2 separate regions of the Gossypium hirsutum genome follow, and region 2 is linked to region 1. A link is a contact called in public Hi-C data. All regions are on one chromosome and are shown on one strand. The core of a region is the stretch at or near the end of the contact, and the rest is flanking DNA. Distances in the headings are between cores, read along the strand shown.

The links. Hi-C and Micro-C count contacts between places; a contact is called where the count stands out from the background.
Region 2: a contact with region 1 is called in a Hi-C map of leaf, with 3 times the contacts expected there. The contact joins the promoter of LOC107950727 here to the promoter of LOC107950780 in region 1. A contact is called at or near these places in 8 of 34 Hi-C or Micro-C datasets (hypocotyl, leaf and petal).

The regions. Positions count from the first base shown.
Region 1 is chrD03:34,650,989-34,655,978 of Gossypium_hirsutum_v2.1, forward strand. LOC107950780 (beta-carotene isomerase D27, chloroplastic) reads right to left here and starts at 1,359. Exons shown (of 6, transcript XM_016885739.2): 1 at 704-1,359; 2 at 516-608. The coding sequence starts at 1,084. It overlaps LOC107950781 (a long non-coding RNA gene), which reads right to left. Exons shown (of 2, transcript XR_001698205.2): 1 at 2,969-4,990; 2 at 2,624-2,875.
Region 2 is chrD03:34,976,180-34,981,620 of Gossypium_hirsutum_v2.1, forward strand. LOC107950727 reads left to right here and starts at 1,809. Exons shown (of 6, transcript XM_016885654.2): 1 at 1,809-2,158; 2 at 2,240-2,449; 3 at 2,543-2,622; 4 at 3,516-3,591; 5 at 3,848-3,970; 6 at 4,060-4,563. The coding sequence starts at 2,033. The coding sequence ends at 4,203.

The sequences.
Region 1 (4,990 bases), core at 109-2,608:
TTAACCATTCACAAACTTTAAATTGTGTTTATTTGGTATTTATATAGAAAATTCCTACCGAATTAGGTTTTAATTTTTGGTAAAAGTATCATATAGAAATTGTATTGAGTAAAAATATCATAAAGTCTATTGTATCAAGGGTTGAATTGTATTTTGTCTCTTATACTAAACAGAATGAGTAAATTAGTTCTGTTAAAAATTTTATCAATTTCTACTGTTTAAAAACTGATTAGTGTATGTTAACATGAGGTATACGTGGCATGTCATGCCTTATTGTCTGATTTTTTCATCAATCATGCCAGTTTTTAATGGTATAAATTGGTGAAATTTTTAAGAGAAATGACTAATTTATTTTTTTATCTAATATATAAAAATTAATTTACCATTTTTTAATAAGAAAACAAAATGCAATCTAAAAATTTTATCTCTAATGTTCATTCATCGTACCAAGTAACATTGGTTACAATTAGATGACAGAAGAAAGTGCAAAACAGCAAAGAGTAAACAAAATTTACCTCAGATGGACCAACTAACCAGTAGAAGAAAGGAACAGTGAGTGCAGCATTGAACTCTGCAGCCCACTTTGTTGGTGGAAACAATTTCCGAAACTGCATCCATAGCAGCAACAAGGTTACATGATAATTACTTTAAAACACAACTTACCGAACAGTTCCAATTTTTAAAACTATAATAAGTTGTTCACCTGAGCTGGTGCGCCGGGTGGGAGCATGGACAAGAGCACTTGTCGGACCACTTGTTGCTGCTGCAACCGAGACCTCCCTTGCATTACTCTCTTTGACACCTCAACAAAGCTCTCATAGTCATAGTCGAAAACCCCTTTCTTTGGTTCTGTTCCAGCTTTTGGTGCAGCCGCGAACTTCTCCATCTTGCGGGCGAAAAGACCCATAAATGCCTTGGCAAACAACCCATCGTTGTATTTAGTTTTTTGTCCCAATGGTGCTGGTTCTCCCGACGGCTCTGCAATACTACTCCGGATGACAATGTTGCTAAAGGTTCTTTGTTTACGTATTGGTAACTTTTGAGGGGAAATCAAATGTGTGGCTTGGAGGCCTAAAGCCACCATGGTTTTATGCTTTTAACTGCTGTTTGTTTGTTTGTTTTTTTTTTCCTCTCGAGAAAGCACACTCAAAAGCTCAGCCTGCCTGCCTGCTTGAAAGTTATCAAATCTGTTCATTAACAATTAATAAAAAAAGGTAAAGATTATGTGGTTGGCTGAGGTTGCATGGCCGCCATTGAATAATCGATGGCCATACGTATCATCACTGAGAGAAGATTAATAATTATTTCCTTTGTTGTCCTTGGGGTTCATATTCTAAATAATTTTAATATGTTGGTTACAATTAAATAAATGCATTTGCAAGGTTAAGAGTGAAATTTCCAAACAAAAAACAAGGATGGTCCCATTTGGAAGAAGGAATAGAGAAGTGGTCGGATATGTTTCTGAGGCTTAAAGAGATGCCACGCATTGGCTTTGCTGTTAACACGGTGTCTGGAATTTGTGAAGCCAAGCAAGCCAGCTACATTTATATTATTTGAACAAAATTAACCATTAATATAAGTTTTTGGAAAAAAATTTTGAATAGTAATTTTTAAAATATTTTTTAATCTAATTTTTAAAAAAGGAATAAAAATGTTTATTAAAAGTGATGAAGTAAAATAAAAATGCTTTTTAAATTGATTTTAGAAAAAAAAGTTTATGGAAAATTTTTTATTAAAAATTAAAAATTATTAAAATTAATATATATAAAAAAAGTTTTTAAATTAACTTTGTAAAATAATTAATGAGATTAAGAAATTTTTAACTCTTACCATATAAATTGATTTTGTAGAAAGCATTTTAGAAAATATTTAATAATATAAATGTATACATTTATAAGCAATATTATTTATCTATTTATTTTTAAAATGTTTAATAATATGAGTGTATATATTTAGGGCGAAAATAGATTTTGGTCCAATATAAGCGATACTATTAAACCGGATATTGACTCTATAAAAAATATTCTTTTTAACTCTCGAATAATATAAATGTATACATTTATAAAATCACTTTGTAAAATAATTAATAATGGGTCTTAATTGATATTATAAAATTATAATTAACGAGGTATTAAATAATAAGAGTTGTCACTTATCAAAATTATAACTAATTCACTTAATGGTATTTTTCTTCTTTGTTCTAAAATGTTACTATACATTATATATAATACTATATATATCTCACAGGTCGCGAATTAAAGCTCATGATTATTGCGCATAGAACGACTCATAGATGTCAACTTATTAAATGGGCTCATTTGATTCGCTTGAATTGGTCTGACTTGTGGAACATATAGAAAAATCCATCTACTTAGAATTAATGTAAAACTAGAGTTATCAGGGTAATTAATGTCAGATATGTACGTTAATATTAATTATTGAAATAAGATATATTACAATACTTAAGCCAAAGTTTTAATCCTTTTTCGAACCTTCTAAGTAATTCTTTTCTTTCTGAAAATATTGTACTTAACAAATGGACAAAGAAAAACTTAAATGAAAAATTAACATAAATAATTGTAAATTTTAAACTCACAATATGATTGTGTACAAATCAATCCAATTTAATAAATTTGTTTCGTATATTGTAAATAAGTGTACATTTGGGATTAAAACAAATTATACAAAAAATTACAAGATAACATAATCATCGGCATCTCGAATGTGTGCCACAATTGGGTGGGTGTTAGGCACACCTAGGGTTCCGTTGCACTATTTGGGTTGACAGCTCCTCATCTCCTTCGTCTTCATCTTCACGTGCATGTCGGGGTTGATAGCCATAATCATCTTCACATGTACGTCTCCAAAATTTGATCTTCGGGTTGAGTATATAAACATAAAAAATTAATAATTTAAACAACATAATAATTAACTATTTAAAATTAAATAATTTAATAAAATTTCTTACCATTTCTAATTGAACACCGGAGATATGCTTTTCATCCAAACGAATAAGTTGGTTTGCCATTTAAAAATCATAATGAACAAAATAAAACCGAACAAAATAAAAATAAAAAATAATAATTAAAAAAATAATTGAGGATTGAAAATTGAAAATTGAGGATTGAGAATATAGGATGGAAGAATGAGTATTGAGTATTTGGTTGAAAATAATGAAGTTTAAAGGGGTTTATATAGGAAAATTTATGGTTGTTGGAGCCCTTGTAGTCGTTGGAAAAGTTACCATTGAAGGGAAAACGCGTTCTGCAGGGCGTATTTTCACTAATGTGGCAGTGAAAACGTGTCCTGTTGGACACATTTTCCTTTCTCTCTCCAAAATCAACATAGATCGATAAATTTTTAGAAAAACGACATACTTTCTCAAAAAAATTTTCAACATATTCTATTAAATTAACTTAAAACAATTACATATTTACTACAATATGGACACATTTCTAAAAAAGAATATGGTTTTTAACATATTAGAATTTAAATGTATATTTGTTGCATAGATGACTTGCATTTAATATGTCAAATAAAAGAGGTAGTATACTTCAAATAAATTTAGGAGGATTATTTACATTTTATATATGCTCTACGTCATTATCCAAACTAACATTTAACACTCAAGTTGATCGAATAATCTAATTGATAAAGTAATGACTAATGATACTTTGAAGACTTAATTAGAATACTTTGAAGCCTGAAGATTATATTTACATCCGGATTATTAGTTTGGGAATATCAATGCGATTACCCTTATTGAAAACAAAACTAACACTTTTAATTAGGTTAAAATTCGCTATAAGTTCATATACTCTTTGCAAATTTGAAATTTAATTATTATACTTTTTCTTTTATCTTGAGTAGACTTGTTAATGGATTGGGTTGTTAGCCGTCATAAGTTTGAGCAAAATTTTTTGTCTTCTATAAGTAATTTTTAAAATATTTTTATTTAAATTTAACTATAAAAAATATATAATATTAATATAAAATTATAGATTTTAAATATCTTATTTTTCAAATAGTGAAATGAGTTATTTGAGCATGTTGTACTGAACTAGATTCAAAGTTTGGAAAATTTTTAAATCGGGTCGCAACCTAACCCAACTTAACCCATGAACATTTCTAATCTTACCCCTGAAATATTTGCAGGGTTTGGTGTTTGTTGTGAATTGCGAAAGGGTTTTTTAAATTAATTGGAAAAGGTTTGAAATTTGAAACCAAAGCTATCTTTTTCTCTTGAAGTGTAAAAAATTAAAAGATAATGGTTTCATGTCATTTGAAGTTATGTGCTTTTTGGGCAAAAGAATTATATATGTCAAGGAACAATAAAGAAAAAAAATTGGGCTTGAATCTAATTGGGTGAAGCTTTTAGAAAAAAATTATAAGTTTTTTTGGAAAAATAATTTAGAAATAATAAATAAATAGAATTAATTGCACTAAACATCTTCAAATTATGACATTTATTCTAAATTGGTCCCTAAGCTTCAAAACATTCTAATTACATCCCCAAACTATCGATGTTATATTAATCAGGTTTTTCTATTATCAAAACCATTAAATGATATATCAAATCTTATGTTACATAATTCAAAATAAATTTTTTAAAGAAAAGTAAAATGTTACCATATAATATTTAAAAGTTAAAACTAAAAATAAAGTAAAATAAAAAAAAAGTCAGAGAGTGAATAGTAAAAAATTTGTAAAAGTTTCAAAAATCTTAAAATCGAGATGTTTACAAGATCCATATTTACAATAGTCATTTTCTTTTCTTTAAAATTTTCAGTTTAAACTATGCCACATAAGACTTGAGATCTCAATTGACGGTTAAATTAATGATTTTAATAATTGAGATCCACTTGAAGATGTATTTAAAATGCTTTAAAGTTTGAGGACCAATTTAGAATAAATGTTATAATTTTAGGATGTATGGTGCAATTAACTCATAAATAGATGAGCATGGAATTGGGCTTCAATCTAATTGGAT
Region 2 (5,441 bases), core at 559-3,058, 330 kb after region 1:
TATGTTAAGCATTATCCTAATTCTCTCTACCTGTCCAGCTCTCGGTCCTAGAATAGGTGAGCCAACCTTCCTCATCTTCACCCCCTCTCCCCCTCTCCATCTCCATTGATATCGTGTATTAGCAATTTGTGCGGTGAGCGTAGACCAAACCCACCAAAATAATCATTACTTTCCTCCAACAACCACTATAAATCCCATCATGACTCTTCTTCATCTGCCCCAAAAGAACGAATTATCTAATCAATGACTATTTTTGTGGGCTTTAAGTGATTGCTTATTTTTAGTAAGCTTTCGACTTTATTTTAGTTTATGAAGAGAAACATAATGATAGAGGCATGATATTCTGAATTTTGTTTTTGTTTCTTTAAATGCAAATATTCCATTTTTAGTGTTTGGATCCGTAAACCATGTGTAAAAGAAATTTTTATAGTATGTAATATTTTGAAGTAACATTCTATGTTAGTAAATAATAACATCAAATTATTATTATATATATGTGACATTCATATTGTCCAACACCCACATCACCTTAACAGTTGAATAAGACTCTATAGTATGATCATAAAACCATAGTTATGACAGAAGTTTAATAGCCCAAAACTATCCATTCAACCCCGAACTCTTAAATTTAAAAACTCTGCACAATAGCTTAGTAACGTCCATCCTAACTCGGGCATGGATATATCCTCCCCAACCTTCTTTTCTATCCTTCTAGTCAATAGCCAGAACCTCAACTATAGACCCCCAAGTTGAAGGGCTAGGCTCGATTCATCCAAGTAAGAGGAACATTTAGAACCGCCCAAAAAAATACCTTAGACAAATCATAGTTGGCATGAGGGCAACCATCAATACACTCCGCCATCGCAAAATAGAGATTTATTGAAGCTCTACCGACCTGGTCAAAGATTTTCCTCCTATCTTCAATAGAACCAAACTTGATCAATACTGATGTAGAAGGCAAAGAAGAAAATTGTACCTTTGTTGTAGTATACCATACATTCTTAAAGACTCGAAAAAAGCAGAATTCACAAGAAAGCAGATACGTTTGTACGAAGGGAGAAGAATTTGACAACAAAACTTCTAATTTGCCAAAAACACTTATTGCACCTGTTTGGACAAACCCTCACTCTACACTCAGCTTTGGCCCAATCGTGCTAGCTGGCAATAGTGTAGGCTCTTTCGACCCCTTACTCCCTAATTTCGAATGAGTCTAAAAAAAGAACAGACTTTTGTGAAACAAGAACCAACATGAAACCCTGTCGACCACCGCATGTTGGTGTGACAACAATGACCGCTTGGCTAATGTTGCCAACACCTTATACTGCCTCGCCGTCGTGAAAGATAGCTAAAAATAGCCTTTATCTGCACTAATATACTTCAAATTTTATGTTTCTAAAACTATTTATATAACTTTTTATGAATCTAATATACCTATTTATATCCATATGACATATTTTTATATTTTTTATTTTTAATATAATAATTAAATTTTAAATAGTAAAATTTCAAAAGAAACATAAATTTATCTAAAAACAATTATTTATCCAAAAAAATATAATTACTATTTTAAATTGATAAACTTTTTTACCAGCAAATAAAGTTAACTTTTTTATTTTTATTTTTACCAACAAATTAAAATTCACATTTTTTTATATTACTTAATCTAAAAAGACAAAACTATTATTTTTTAAAAATAAATTCATTAATTCATTCTATTAACCTAACTTACAATTTATTAAAAAAATTAAAATTACATTTTTTATATTTTTTAATAAAAAAAACAAAGTTAACATTTTTAAATTGAATAAAAATTTAAAATCGGCAGGAAAGCAATTGGCAGAAACATCCAACGTCAGGCCAGGATCTGAAATCGTTGTCAACATCCAGGCTTTTTCACTTGTCACCCTTCCCAAAATCCCCAGCCTTTTCAACTTCCCACTCTTTCTTTCATCTCTCGCAACCAACAAAGAGGAAAGGCGGGCGCCATACTCCTCACTCATCTGCTAATGTTTGCGGCTGCAACCACCCAACCATGATCTGCCTTTACCTTTCTCAACCCTATTCCGCTTCTTCGTTTTCTTTAATCCCTTCACTCATACCCTCTTCAATACCCAAATTTAAACCTGCTTTTCATTGCTTTCCTAAAACCCACAAAAAGGTGATTTTTTTTTCTTTTTTTATTTTCTCTTGTTGTTTTCTTTTTCTTTTCTTTTTGGTTGTTGATTATGGATTTTTACAGAAGAAGAAGATTAATAGAGGAATATGCAGAGCGGAGTTTTCACCGGATGCTCCCCTTGCGGCTGCAATCGGCGCCTGTATGCTGAGTTCACTACTTCTTCCTGCCGCCGATACAGGGGAAGAAGATGGTGGTAGTTCGATTATTGATGCAGGGGATACGAGGTTTGCGGCTATGGGAATTATTAGTTTTATCCCTTACTTCAATTGGCTGGTTAGACATTGAAATTCTCACTTTTTTTTTGAAAGGGGAAGTGGGGTTTCGTTTTAAATTGCTAACTTCTCTTTTTGGTCTTTGATTTGATAGAGCTGGGTTTTTGCTTGTCTTGATACTGGAAAGCGGCGCTACGCCGTGTATTCTATTGTATACTTGGTTCCTTACCTCAGGTATCACTTTTACGGAGTACCAAATTGGAATGAATATCCAAATTGTTCTATCTTTGAAATGCTTAGCTTGCTTTAGTTTGAGAGCTGCAATGATGTCAAACCTTGGGTCTAATGGAGGCAGTGCAAAGTCCATTGACTTCAACGTTTCTTCTACATAAACTTAAGACTCTGTTAGAAATGATTTTGGGTGCGATAATAATAGCATTGAGCTGAAATATGTAAGTGCAAGGGTCTATGTTGGGACTTGGTAGTCTCCTTTTATCTTCATGAAATGTGATAAGAGGTTAGGATTGTTTCCGAGTCCCTTTCCCAGAGCGACTGCCTTGCCTTTCCCGGGAACTTATCTGGGTGATGATTGTTATGGTTTAATCATGTTTTGACCGTAAAATCATGTTCATCAGTCTTTGTCTACCTCTGCAAAGGACAATGAACTGGAATGCTTGTAAGTTGTTACCGGATTACTTGTTATGCCTCTTTCTGTGAGTTTCAAGTTTTACTTTGTAAACTCAAACAAGGCAATCTAATATAAAGTGTCCACTTCTTTTTTATCTGTTCATACAAAGTTATAAGTTATAACCTTTTTCAAGCTTTGAGAACAATTATTTTTGTTTTGTTTAATCAGTGCATTCCTCCTCTTAATGGTTTTATTTAGGTGCTTGTTGGTATTGCTTCGAGTTTTGGCTTATTTAAGAACCCATTTTTGTTATATTCATAATGACAACCATCCTTGATTATAACTTGAGACCTTCCTTTAAACCATTGGTCTATGTCAACTAGATATGCTGCTAACATTGTATTTGTGAGGCAAAATGAGATCGTAAACTGAAACAATGAGGTACTTTTGTGTTTTCCTCAATTTGATTATGCAGTTCTTTTTTTCACTGATTTAACAGGTCAAATTTCTCTCTTTCCCCAGAAGATAGCTGGCTTCCTATTGCTAGCATACTATTTTGCATTGTTCATGTTCAGGTACAAAATTTATAAAGATCATTACATGGTGATGTTATAAATATGTCATGGTATCTCTTAACTTCTGCATTAAAGTCTTGTCCAATGATGGCTTTTTATATCAATGATTTGTGCTCCCGTTATGTAATATGGAGCCTCTAAACATATCTGTTGTTTTAGTGTTGATTGGTTATGACTAACTACGCTACGTTTGAGTATATACTGAAAGTTGGGCATAAATGTATAGCATTGTTACTTACATTGCTCACTGTTGCAGCTGGAAGCAAGCATAAGAAATGGTGATCTTCAAGGCTTTCAAATTTTTAGTGAGGCTGCTAAGCATCTTTCATCAAGGAGTAGAGAGGAAGATGAACATTTCAAAGGGTATAATGAACCCGAGGTATCAGGGACTTAAACCGTTTGAGAATTGTTTTGACCCGTTTGAATTTCTGCTTTTATAACTGATACCAGTTTTGTACTTAATGTCAGGTAAAGAAAAGAGAACATAGGAATTTGCCTGATGCTGAAGAACATTCAAGAAATGAGATCCCGCATTGGGGAATTCCGAAAAGGCCCTCACAACAGCATGAACAGGTGAATGATTTGGAGGATGATGGAAAAAGTGAACACTAGAATGATAGGCATCATAACTCAACTTGATCGTAGTTGTTGGATCTGCATGAAATGCTATGCTGATGGTATAAAAGAGCATGCAAAACATGAATATAGAAAAGAGGCAAAGATTGGTGCAGACAGAAAAGGAGGAAGGAGGGTTAACATGGTTGATACCTAGATGTGGAACTAAAAGAAGCTCATTACTGCTTTAATATTTCTTTTGAACTCTTTTTTTTTAATGTAATTTACTTAAATATTTCCATGGTTTATCATTCCAAATAATGTGTAAAATGTTTAGGGGAAAAAATTCCAAATTATGTAATGAAATTGGAAAAGTTGGTAAATGGTGGAAATGGAAGCTAAATGCATGTTGGGAAATGGGAACTACAAGAGGATGGTTAAATCAGAAGCTATTAAGGAGGTATATATTTAGGCATGCAATTACAGATTGTTACTCAATGTTATTAAGGTAAGCTTACATTTTTTTTTCAAATAAAATTTCGATTAAGGAAAGACAGTTCTGGTACATCAAAGTCCAAAAAAGGTACCAAAAATAAAATTAAACTGAAAAGAACACAAGGACTAACGAACCTAGGTCCAAACCCATAAAGATCTAGGTGTTCACATACCATAGCCCTTGATCGCCAACGACAGGGGAGAGAGAGGAAGCACTCAAGCATCAGATATTGGGAATAATCGTATCATCGTTTTGCGTGCCACCCACGATGAAAACCATACCATCACCAAGGTTGCAAAAAATAGTGCCAAAGCCACCCCGGACACCAACGGAGGAAGAGCCAAACCAACATTGTGGTTTCAACCACCAGAAGTTCGGGTTTAGTGTGTTGCCTCTAAGGATCCATCTTCGCCCATCCAACGGAAGGCTAGGGTAGCGATGGGCACTTGCTCTAACATGCTGGAAGCCTTGACGAAGAATAGAGGAACCCAAAAAAAAAAAAAGAAACCCGTGCAAAAAAACCTTAGCAAAAGTGTGACTAAGATCCACAAGACAAATAGTTGAAGGGAGTCACGAGAACCCTTGCAACCGCTACTTGACAACTGGAGGTCAGAGAAAAAGAGACGGTGGATTAGCCCCAATATTATTCAATCGTAAGGCATGGTAAAAGACGATGGGAAAAGGAGAGAGAAGCAACTGAAAAGACATAAGGTAAAGAAGAGTTCAAGAGAAGGAACTTATATAACCATTTTCCGGAAGAAGAATTTAGATGGAACAAATATATACTCTTATTTTCCAC